2 separate regions of the Gossypium hirsutum genome follow, and region 2 is linked to region 1. The links are chromatin contacts, called in public Hi-C maps. All regions are on one chromosome and are shown on one strand. The core of a region is the stretch at or near the end of the contact, and the rest is flanking DNA. Distances in the headings are between cores, read along the strand shown. Region 1 holds the start of LOC107942364 (60S ribosomal protein L38). Region 2 holds the start of LOC107952053.

Region 1 (5,782 bases), core at 2,660-5,159:
CCTGTTCTGTTTTTAGAAAATCATTATAAATTGTACAAAAATGATTATAAGATAAAATTTATATGCTTAGACTCCTTAATGAGTCTAGTTTCAAATGAGATTAAATACAACACATTTGGAATTCTGTAAAGTGAGAAATTGGATTCGTAGTGAAGAGTGGTCAGAATAGTCAAACAGTGAAATAGGGGAAACTTTAAGAAAAATCTGGTATTGATTGGCCAAGCCTAAAATTCTGAAAATTTTATGGATGGAAGATATACGAGTCTATATTCAGGGAAAATTAACGGCAAGTGATTTGGAGTTTAGTAGCTCCAGTTATAAGTAATTTAGTAACTACTGCTCAGGAAAACAGCTCGTAGTGAATATGTGATTTTGTTGTAAACATTAATGAAAGTTTGCCGATGAATTATTTATTGATTAATATAAAGCTTGCTATAATCTATGTGTGTGAAAGTCGGATCAATATATATAATATTATTCTGAAAGTAATACTTGAATAGTCGATTAATGACTATTTTAAATTTTGTTGAACTTAAGCTCAAGAGCAAAGGGGAACTAGATCCGATAAAGGGAAGGAAAAAGTAATTGAATAGCCGTTGAAGTCGTTCGACGACATTTGAGGTAAGTCTTCGAGTAATGACCCTACTTGAATTATATTGAAATGAATAGTCATACTATGACGGATAGTCGAAAGTGCTTAGAGACTATGTTATAAAGCCAATTGAAATTATGCTCTTTGTGTGCGGCTACTGAGCCGAAATTTGAAAGGTTTAATAAATGTTTTGTGTTTGAGCCTTAGTAACGAAGAAATGATATGGATGTGTTATGATTATTGATATATGTGTGCATGAGCATTGGAATATATCCGGGCTAAGACCCGAAGGCAATTATGCGAGTTAATATATCCGGGCTAAGACCCGAAGGCAATTATGCGAGTTAATATATCCGGGCTAAGACCCGAAGGCAATTATGCGAGTTGATATATCCGGGCTAAGACCCGAAGGCAATTATGCGAGTTAATATGTCCGGGCTATGACCCGAAGGCAATTATGCGAGATGATATATCCGGGCTAAGACCCGAAGGCAATTATGCAAGTTGATATGTCCGGGTTAAGACCGGAAGGCAAATGTGTTTGCGGTTGTATTCGGTTAAATACCGAAGAAACTTGGGTTTGAATGTGAGCGTTTTGTGCTGTAACTAATTCAATAAATATGCTCGACCAACCCGAACGATAAGGTATGTTGCATGTGCATTGGAAAAGTCGATTCGTTTTAAATAGTATTCGTGCGATCGGCTAACGAATTTTCGGCTTTTAGAAAGGTTGATACCTTGTGTATATATGTTGATGAAGTGTGAAGTAAGTAGGATTATGAGAATGTGTGTAAATAAAATGACTTAGTTAGCTATGTGAATGTAATACTGTAGTCAAAGCCGATTTCATTACTTGAGACTTACTAAGCTTAAAAATGCTTACCCGGTTGCTTTGGCTCTCTGTTTTATAGATTTTGTTCGTTAGCTATCGGATTCGGGATCAGCGAAGTCGAAGTCATCTACACTATCAAGCTCTTTTGGTACTCTTTAGTTGAACTCTGGATATGGCATGTATAGGATTACCCCCTGTTGTTTAAGTTCTTTTGTGATGTATGTGTGTAAAGCTATGCGAAAATGGCTTGTAGATGTGGAGTATGGCATTAGACCATTTGTGTTTATGTATGTATATATATGGTTTCACGATGTGACTATGGATTGAAATGGAAGTGTTGGGCTAATGATCAGCCATTGGAATGGCTAAATATGATCACATGTGGACCTATGTATGGCAAAACCCTAGTTGGTCCATGGTAACCACAAAATAGGTAAAGTTTATCTTGAAAACAGATTTTGACAGCAACAGTGGTGTAGAATTGAAAAATCACATAAATTCGTAGGAGTGGAATTAAATAGTGAATAAATTATGTAATCGAACCTTGATGAATCTACTTTCATATGGAAGTAACGAAACAATTATAGGAATAGTACAGAAAGAGATATTCGGGTTCTTGTGGAACAGGGCCAGAACAGTTTCTGGATTCACTGTTCCGCCTTTGGAAATTCACTATAAATTGACCAGAGATAATTAGGGGTCATACCATATATGTATGGATTCCTCTCTGAGTCTAGTTTCCATAGAAACAAACGGCATTAGTATTGAAGCCCTGTGCAGAGAGATATCCCAGTCGTAATGGGAAAAGGTCAGTGTAGTCGACCCCTGTAACATGAGAGACTTTGACTAATAAACTGTACTAATTGGCCCAACCAAAAATTCTAGAAAAAAATATATAGGTGGGGACATGAGTCTAGTTTCAGGGAAAAATCACAAAACTGATTTTCGAGTTGTGAAACTCAAGATATGATTTTTGAAGCGACTAGTACTCAGACTGGGCAGTGTCTGGAAAAATTTTTAAAGGTCTGTCAACACCTCGTATTCGACTCCGGTGACGGTCTCGGGTTCGGGGCGTTACAATTGAAGTAGTTTTGCAAAAGCAGAATAAGAATATGAAATCTTTCGCTAAGTCCCGACATTGATTATGAAAAGATATAATATTTTTTTGTGGTGAATGCAATAACTTTTAGATATATTATTAAATTGACAATTCATAAAAGATTTAACTTGCGTCTAATGGTTATTGTTACAACATTTTATGAATCACTATATAGTAAAGTTTGTATTAAAATCCTTGAAGGATTTAGGATGCTAGAAGCATATTGAAATTCTCGAAAAATTGTTCATTTATATGAATTGAAATAATTTAAACACATGTGGTAAATTTGACTTAGTGAATAGTAGTTGAAGGAGGATTATAAAATGATCCAAAATACCTATTTGCGCTTTTATAAAAGAATAATCATTAAAGTTTATTATGATTATTGTTGAATCTCCTAAAGAAATCAAATTATATTTTTCCCAAAATTTTCTCACTCATGACTTTTAAAAGAATGATGATATAAATGCTTAGCAATACATTCAAATAGTCATTTGAAAAACTAGTATTCAAGATTAAATACGTAGAATATGAGAAAATATGTGATGTTTTCATGGGGGGAGTAAATACGCGTTGCACTCTTTTTTCCTTAATTGAGGTTTTGTCCCATTGGGTTCTTCTGATAAGGTTTTGAATGAGGCATCATATTATGCGTATTATAGATTGTGTACTATTTTTCCTTCATTAGATTTTGATCCCATAGGGCTTTTCCTAATAAGGTTTTAACGAGGCACATTATCTACCAATGAATATTTAAGGAGGAGTGTTATAAATATCTTATTAAGTGGATGACCATCATGATCAAGATAAAGTTTTTACTTTAAATTCTAATAGTTATTAGAATTAGATCTCTACTTCTTTTATACTTTTTATGCCTATAAATAGAGATTCTGATAAAGTATTGTAATAATACATTTGATCAATAAAGTACATTCTATATTGCTTTCATATTTTCTTTGTTCTTCATTTTTTCCATCTCTCTTTATTTTATAACAATTAACAAATTTTTCACACTCACTCTTGGTCATCCTCCATAAGCAAAGCTTAAACCCGGCCCATTAAACCTTTGAGACTGATTTTATAATTTTAAGATAATAATTTTTTTATATTTATAATTTTAAGTATAATTGACTATTAAAATAAAATAAATTTTTAAATAAAAAACTAAGACTAGATTTGAATGTGTTTTCTTAATAAAAATAAAATCCGGTCTAATTTGGATTTGAGCCCGGTTTAAACCCAGATTTGAATGTGTTTTCTTAATAAATCTAAAATCCGGTCCAATTTGGGTTTAAGCCCGGTTTAAACCCACTCGTCTTCTTTCTCTAAGCTTCAACTATAACCAACTAAGCAATGTTATTCCATTTGTAGCCCAATAGTTAAAGCCTGCCCAATAAAAATTTATAATTTGCAAGGGAAAATTTCTAGGGTTTTGTCATGGGCCTCTATATTAATTGAATATAGAAGAATTAGGGTTTGGTGCTATATTTTTGTTTGTGTTTTACTGAAGTCAGGAAGCTCTCCACAAAGCTTCTATCGAAAATGGTAAAACCCGATTTTCTCTCTTCAATCATCTCCTTAGATCTCTGAATCTGTTCTTTTTCCGATGCTCTATCTGTCATTGTTGTATTTGCTGATGATAATTTATGCTTCAGATGCTTGTTCTTGGTTTGTGTTGTTCTGTTTTTTTGGCTTCCTTGTTCCAGATTTCAATTTTTCTTTTGAATTTGTGTTTAGGAAGGTAACTGAGGTGGTTTTTTTTTTTTTTTTTTGGCTTTACGTGTTCTAGAGATTTCAGAACTGTGATAACTATCACTTTCAGTTGATAGTTTTCTCAATTTGAATTATTCAATAATTTTTGGATGAATTATTTTGCGAACTTGTTCATGTACAAAGTATCATGCCTCTATTTGGCACAGGTTTTTTTTAAGCGCTTTGCTGGAACTTTGCAAGTTAATATAAATGTGTTTTTCTTTGTATTAAAAGATCAAGTTGTTTTGATGTTCTACAAGTTCTAGGATAATGAATTTGTAAGAAATTTCAATCGTTGTATCAGTTGTTCGTGTTTTTAATATGAATCGCTTGTCTGCTGTTGAATGATTTATTGTTTCCATCTTGGTGTTTTCTCCTTATAATTTGATCCATCTTAGGATTTCTGTTTGTATAGACTCTTGAATAATGATTTCTATGCTTGGGTCTGACTCTTCATTGGTATGATAGGTTGTACCATTTAAATGCTTTAAGACATTGTTATAAGGTTCATGCATCCTTATCAAAATTTTGAATATCTTTTAGCTTGTTATGTGAATCCAAGATATAGATACATACCAGTGCCTGGAGCCAATACCCAAGTCCATGTCACAAAGAAGTATGTAATGTGATCAATCAATTTATGTCCATTTATTTCTTAATTGCAATGTAATCAAAGGACTTGTATGGGTAATGAGAAAAAAAGTCAGTAGTAATTGGAATGGTCAGTGGAAATGAGATGGTTGAACCTGGCATAAAAGTTAAAGTATTTGCATATGTTGTTACTCAATCCTGTATCTAATGCTCATATGCAAACACAGGTTTATTTTATAGGTTTCTGTATTAAATGAATGTTTTTTCTTTTGTGCAGCCAAAGCAAATTCATGAGATCAAGGACTTCCTTCTCACTGCCAGAAAGAAAGGTGCATGCTCTGTAAAAATCAAGAAGAGCAGAGACGTTGTAAAGTTCAAAGTTCGCTGTTCAAAGTACTTGTATACACTTTGTGTGTCTGATGCTGAGAAGGCTGATAAGTTGAAGCAGTCTCTCCCTCCAGGTAAAAAAGCATACATGTTGCAGAGCCTTTTTCATTTTTGGATCAAACTAGCAGAATGAACAAATAAAATGTTAAAATCATAAATGCTAGATAAGTAGCAGAAACTAACCATTGTTCTTGACCGCATTTCTCTTTTGTCTTGGGTTTGCAGGTTTGAGTGTCCAGGACCTGTGAAAATAGGGCCGCTTTGAATTCATCATCCAATTACTAGGTGATGAAAGCTAGATTTTGACTTTGGTTTTATCATATTTCATGCCTTTCAAACTCAAAATTTACTGAAATGGAGGTCGAGTTACTTTTTAATGGTTAATGAATGTGTTTTGCTTTTGGTTGTCCTATGCTCTATGTTTTTCTCGTCTTCTGGAAAACTGAAGATCTCTCACTTGTTCTGCAAGTTTATGTTGTTTTGACTTGTGTCTATCCAGATATGAATATGGATATTTTCTAAATACGAA
Region 2 (5,636 bases), core at 363-2,862, 600 kb after region 1:
AAATAATTTTACCAAAAATCAATCAACAAAGGAGAAAAACATATCATGTAATGATTTTATAAATTTCTTTGCATAATGATTACCCATAATGCGTAGGCCTTAAGTGAAGGTCGAAATAATAGTAGCTCTAGAAGGCAATAGACAACAACTTGAGTAGCAAATTTGAGTGACAGGTTATTACATTGGTTGTTGCTTGAAAGGGGTAAGGCTTGGTGAAAGGGAAAAAAATTGACTTATGGAAAAAAATAATTAAAAGAGAATCGTGCTAATAACGTTTTATAAAATAAAAAGACAGAAAGTAAAGAATAAAGAAAATAAGAGAGAAAAAGAAAGAGCGTATTTATTAATCAATGAAAATATTTACAAAGCTTCTCCAAACTTATCTTGATTTTGATGAACATCCACTTAATAAGATATTTATATATTCATAACACTATCAACCAACGAGTTGTTTTTTGGGCAAATCCTTGATACCAATGATTTTATTTTGAAACTTTATTTCCTTTTCATTTTCTATCAACTTTCTTCTAAATATAATATTTTATAATCCTTTAATTGATAAAAAAATTGACTAAATCAATGGAAAAAACTTTAAAAAAAACTTTACATTTATTATTGTTGTTAACAATATGATATTTCCTTCGAGGTACATAGAAATAATCCTCGAAGTTGGTCCTTAAAATTGAAATTAAAATTAAATCGAGAGTTAAAAATATTACTTTGAAAAATTCAATTGTTTAATAAATAATTATATAAAAAATTATTAAAATTTATTTTTAATAAAAAATTGAAAGAATTAATTGAATTTCCTTTTGTTACATTGGTAATGAATTTTTTTAAAAATTTTATAAGCTAAATACAAGATTATTAAGTTTTTATTTATTTTTATTTTTTTAATTTTGAAATCCACAATGAGCAATACGTATCACTGATGACCTGATTTAGTGTCAAATCATTTACTAAATTAATTAAAACTAAAATTATGCTACCCAGAGTGAAAAATAATTTTTTAAAATATTAAAATATTTATATAATTTTATTATATATTGTATTTTTAAAATTTATATGTTCTATTATTTTTAATGGCATTTAGTTAAATTCTAACACTAACTTCTTACAAATATAAACAAAAAGGGTTATGTATCGAATTGAATAATTTTAACCATAAATAAAACAATTAATAGATATGAAATACCTCTATTTTAAAAATTGAAAGCTTTAGTTAGGAAGTTTGAAAATCAAATTGATAGAATTTAAAAATTTTAAGGGTTAAATTTATTGAATTATTTAGAATTATAATTAGATTGATAGAATAAGTAAGTATTGAAGACTAAATGTGTTATTATACCAATTAGAAAAAGACTTTATGTAATCAATTTGATGGTAGGTGATCAAAATAAAAAAGAATTCAAACATTAGTATCTAAATTTAAAATTTTTAAAATTAGTTGATCAAAACAGGAATACAAATATAGTTGAGTGAAGTTTTCTATAGTTTACCCTATTTTCAATATATTTTTTATTTTATTAAATAATTTTTTTAAGTAATTTTCATGGACTGAATTTGTCATGGAGTTTCGAGTTCTCGTGAAATCATCTCACCTAATAACAACTAACTCCTGTAAGAACTAAATAGTGAAAAAAAATTGCAGCGATGTACTACCAAAGAAAAAAAAAATTGCTGCGATATGGTGTTATGATATATATGAGAGTACGAAATGAACAACAAACGATAACAGTAAAAATATCTTTTAGGACTTTTTAAAGACAATGTGGGACTTTTGTTGGAAGGATTCTTCCCTGTTCTTCTCCGTATCTGTTTTTCTTTTCTTCCTCTAACCATAATGTCTCCAAATCTCCTCATTTCCTCATCGATTCTTTCTTCTTTTACTTCAGGTATTTGTTTACTTTACCTTGTTTTTTTCTTTTACATATGCTGCCATTTTATTTCTTCTTAGTTGTGTCCTCTACCCCAACAAAACAACACTAATCTCTGCTCTTTCCTCAGATCTTCCCAATTTCTTGGTTTTTACTCCAAATGGAGATCTGGGTATCGTTTGTTTTTGTGGTTCAGCCTGTAAATTTGCTTCTTTTATTGTTAAAAATGGAAGGTTTTGATATTCTTATACTACAAAAGTTACAATCATTTGGTTTGTTTTTGAAAAACGTTAAAAATGTAATCGAAATCTTATAATTTGGACTCTAGGTAGAAAAGAGAAGTTCCTTTAGGTGAGCTCATTAAGCTTGTAATATAAGTTTCCTTCTTAGATCTGCTCCATTTGATCAATTCTTGGTGAACAATTAGAATAGGTATCCGTTGCTTCTTTGATTTGGACTGCAAAATTGGTTCTCCAGATTTTAAGTGAATGTAGCAGGAATGTCTTCTTTATTGTATGATGCCTTTCTTAGAGAGTTGTGAAAGTCTACATCTTTTAGTCAGTAGGAATTCCATTTTGGGCTGTGTTCTTTTTTCAGAAAATACTGTAAAAAGAATAACTTTCTAATATTGGATAAGAATTCTCATAATTTTGGAGCTCTTTATGGCCGGTTATTGGATCTTGTCCCCTTTCCTTGATTTTGTTTGAATGTTGATTTGGGTGATTGATTTTGATTCTTTATGTTGTTGATGACTGGAATGGTACTTGGTACATACTTTTATGGAAATTTGAAATGGTGATTCTCTATCAAAATATGAGTACTTTGACTTAATTGATCCTGTTAATTCCGAAGAAACTGTGCAATAGGGGGATAAAGACGGCCTTCCTTTAGCATTTTTCTCACAGCTTTGGATTCTTATTCTCCTCCATGCCTTCAGATCCTTTTCTTTCTATTGTCTTCCGTACAAAATCAAGATGTGTTTATATTTACCCGGGTTTGAATGTGGTTGTTAGATAGATGTCTGGTTCGTGAACTTGTTTTCCTCTCTCACTGTCTGAATTTACAAGCATGCATATCTATATATTGAATGCCATATGCTTTCTGAGTTACAAGGAATACATTCCTATTGGCTAAGACTCCACTAAATTATGTCTAATAAGAATTTAACAATGGAAGTATGTTTGTATTGCTTTGCTTTCATTGTTTTAGTGAGTAGGGATAATTTTACCTTTTTACTTGATTTAATTAAAGCTATGACATTTATTTCCTTTCCTTTCATGAGTTTCACAACTTTCTAGTGGTTATCTTTTCTTGAATACCTTCAGCTTTTATCTTGAGATTTAATATTTTCTTGTCCTTCTGCCAGATTTTTTAAACCATGTTAGCCAAAGGGGTAGGGGCTTCAAGCCTTGGTTCTTTGTTTGGTTGTAGGTTACATTTTGAAGCCCTTTCTGTCCTGATCACTAATATTTTCGAGTCATAAGCTTTCTGGGATTCATTGAGTTAAGCAGTTCTTTATCCAGTTTGTGTAGCTGTGCTGAAATGTGAAGTCAGCCCGTCTAATTCAAGATTTGGAGTTGGTCCCTGTTTTGGATTCTTTGTTCAAGGACATGTTTCTGTTGTGCTTTACTTGCTTGGTTTGATAAATAAATTTGTGTTGCCTTTGTGACGATTATACTGTAATGCAATAATCTCAAGTAAATTAAATCTAACAAGCTGTTGAGGGACATCGTAGAACCTTTGGATTTTATAGCGTCAAATGAGTGATCTTAATTTCTATTTCTGTGTGTTGATATTTAGCAAGCAATGGTATATCTAAAAAGCTGTAATAATGGAAGTGTTATTGGTTAATTGCTATGAACTGGAATTTTCTTGGAGTTAGTTTTCTTTTTTACAATAAGACTCTGTTTATGTGATTCTTCCTTGTCAAACTCTTGTCAAAGATTCTAGCTTTCAAGTCTTATCCTATATTTGGCAAAAGAAGTCCTATCCTTAAGAGAAAGTGGTGTAATCATTTTGATGTTTGTTGTAATTTGTCTAATCTTCTTTGAGATCCTGCTAATTGAATTTGCATGTTTCTGCCATTGAATGCTTTGATCATCCTCCAGATTTTCATATTATTATTGTGTTTCGCCCTTATACAAGATCCTATCTGTTTAGCTAAAAATCTTCCTGCACTAGCACAAATGAAAATCTTAGATAAAATCTAGTTATGAAACCCTGATGCTGCTTTCATATATGTTCAAGGAATTTTGCTTGAATAATAATGTTTTATCATGCATGATATTCATCTATGCTCTCCTTTCTACTGCGATACATGTTTTGTGTTGTTTGCCTCATTCGTGTCAATCAGCTAGTCACCTTTTGATACCTATGTGACAAATCCCATATGGACCAACCCCTTTCTGCTTTCTGTGTTTCCAGGGTGGCTTTGAGTTTCTTATGTGCGCAGTTATTAGCAGTAGTTTTTGTGTGATATTTTGGTACCAGCATTTTACAGAGGAAGCTAGATGGGTTCTAGATTCCCATCTCATAAGCTCCGCAATGGGCTTTATGTATCAGGCAGACCAGAACAGCCTAAAGAAAGGACTCCAACCATGAGTTCAGTGGCCATGCCCTATACTGGTGGAGATATTAAGAAGTCCGGAGAACTGGGGAAGATGTTTGATATCCCTATGGATGGTTCTAAGTCCCGGAAATCTGGGCCTATAAATACTGTTCCTTCAAGGACTGGATCTTTCGGGGGTGCTGCTTCAAATTCTGGACCAATCATGACTAATGCAGCGCCTCGGGCAGGCTATACCACATCAGGTCCTGGTGCCACTGGAGGCATGTTCAGCTCAGCATCATTAAAGAAGTCGAACAACTCTGGACCACCGAATAGACATGGAGATCCTGTAAAGAAATCATCAGGTCCACAATCCGGTGGAGTAATGCCGAGTGGACGTCAAAATTCTGGTCCTATTCCTCCTGTTCTCCCTGCAACAGGCCTTATTACGTCTGGACCCATCTCTTCAGGCCCATTGAATTCCTCTGGGGTTCCTCGGAATGTATCTGGTCCCCTGGAATCTTTTGGATCAATGAAAGTAAAAGATTCTGCTGTTCATAATCAGGCTGTCAATGTTCTTAGCCAAGATGATGACTTTTCTTTCAGGAGGAACTTCCCGAAACCAATATTTTGGGCACTGATACTGCTTTTCGCAATGGGTTTCATTGCTGGTGGTTTTATTTTTGCGGCAGTTCACAACGTCATTCTCCTTCTTGTTGTTGTGGTTCTTTTCAGTGCTGTCACTGCATTATATGTTTGGAACTCCTGTTGGAGGAGAAAAGCTATTACAGATTTCATTGCTCGTTATCCGAATGCAGAGCTTAGAAATGCAAAGAATGGGCAATTCGTAAAAATATCTGGGGTATGTAATTTAACTTAATTATTTGATGTGATATTTCCATGATCCTTAATATTTTTTAACTAATCAAGATTGAAAGGACTAAACAAATTTTCACGTAATTGATTCCAGGTTATTCAATATAGTTTATCTAGTTGTAATGTGCATGCAATGTAGCGATTCCATGTGATTGAGCCTTTAGTAATTCCTGGGATCTTATGTTAATTCTTTAGCAATCACAAAATCCACTTTAAGACTGTTTAACCTAAATTGTGTAAAGCATTCCTTTTATTTTATCTATGTGGTCTGAAGTTTGGTATTAAATGAAGAAATATAATTCAAGTCAATGCCAAGCTGTTGACTCAATGTCCCT

Evidence for each region. Hi-C and Micro-C count contacts between places; a contact is called where the count stands out from the background.
Region 2: a contact with region 1 is called in a Hi-C map of hypocotyl, with 3 times the contacts expected there. The contact joins the promoter of LOC107952053 here to the promoter of LOC107942364 in region 1. A contact is called at or near these places in 3 of 34 Hi-C or Micro-C datasets (hypocotyl and leaf).

What each region holds. Positions count from the first base shown.
Region 1 is chrA02:27,484,244-27,490,025 of Gossypium_hirsutum_v2.1, forward strand. It overlaps LOC107942364 (60S ribosomal protein L38), which reads left to right and starts at 3,910. Exons shown (of 3, transcript XM_016876016.2): 1 at 3,910-4,068; 2 at 5,144-5,327; 3 at 5,479-5,663. The coding sequence starts at 4,066. The coding sequence ends at 5,501.
Region 2 is chrA02:28,086,414-28,092,049 of Gossypium_hirsutum_v2.1, forward strand. LOC107952053 reads left to right here and starts at 1,613. Exons shown (of 6, transcript XR_005903601.1): 1 at 1,613-1,895; 2 at 4,302-5,287.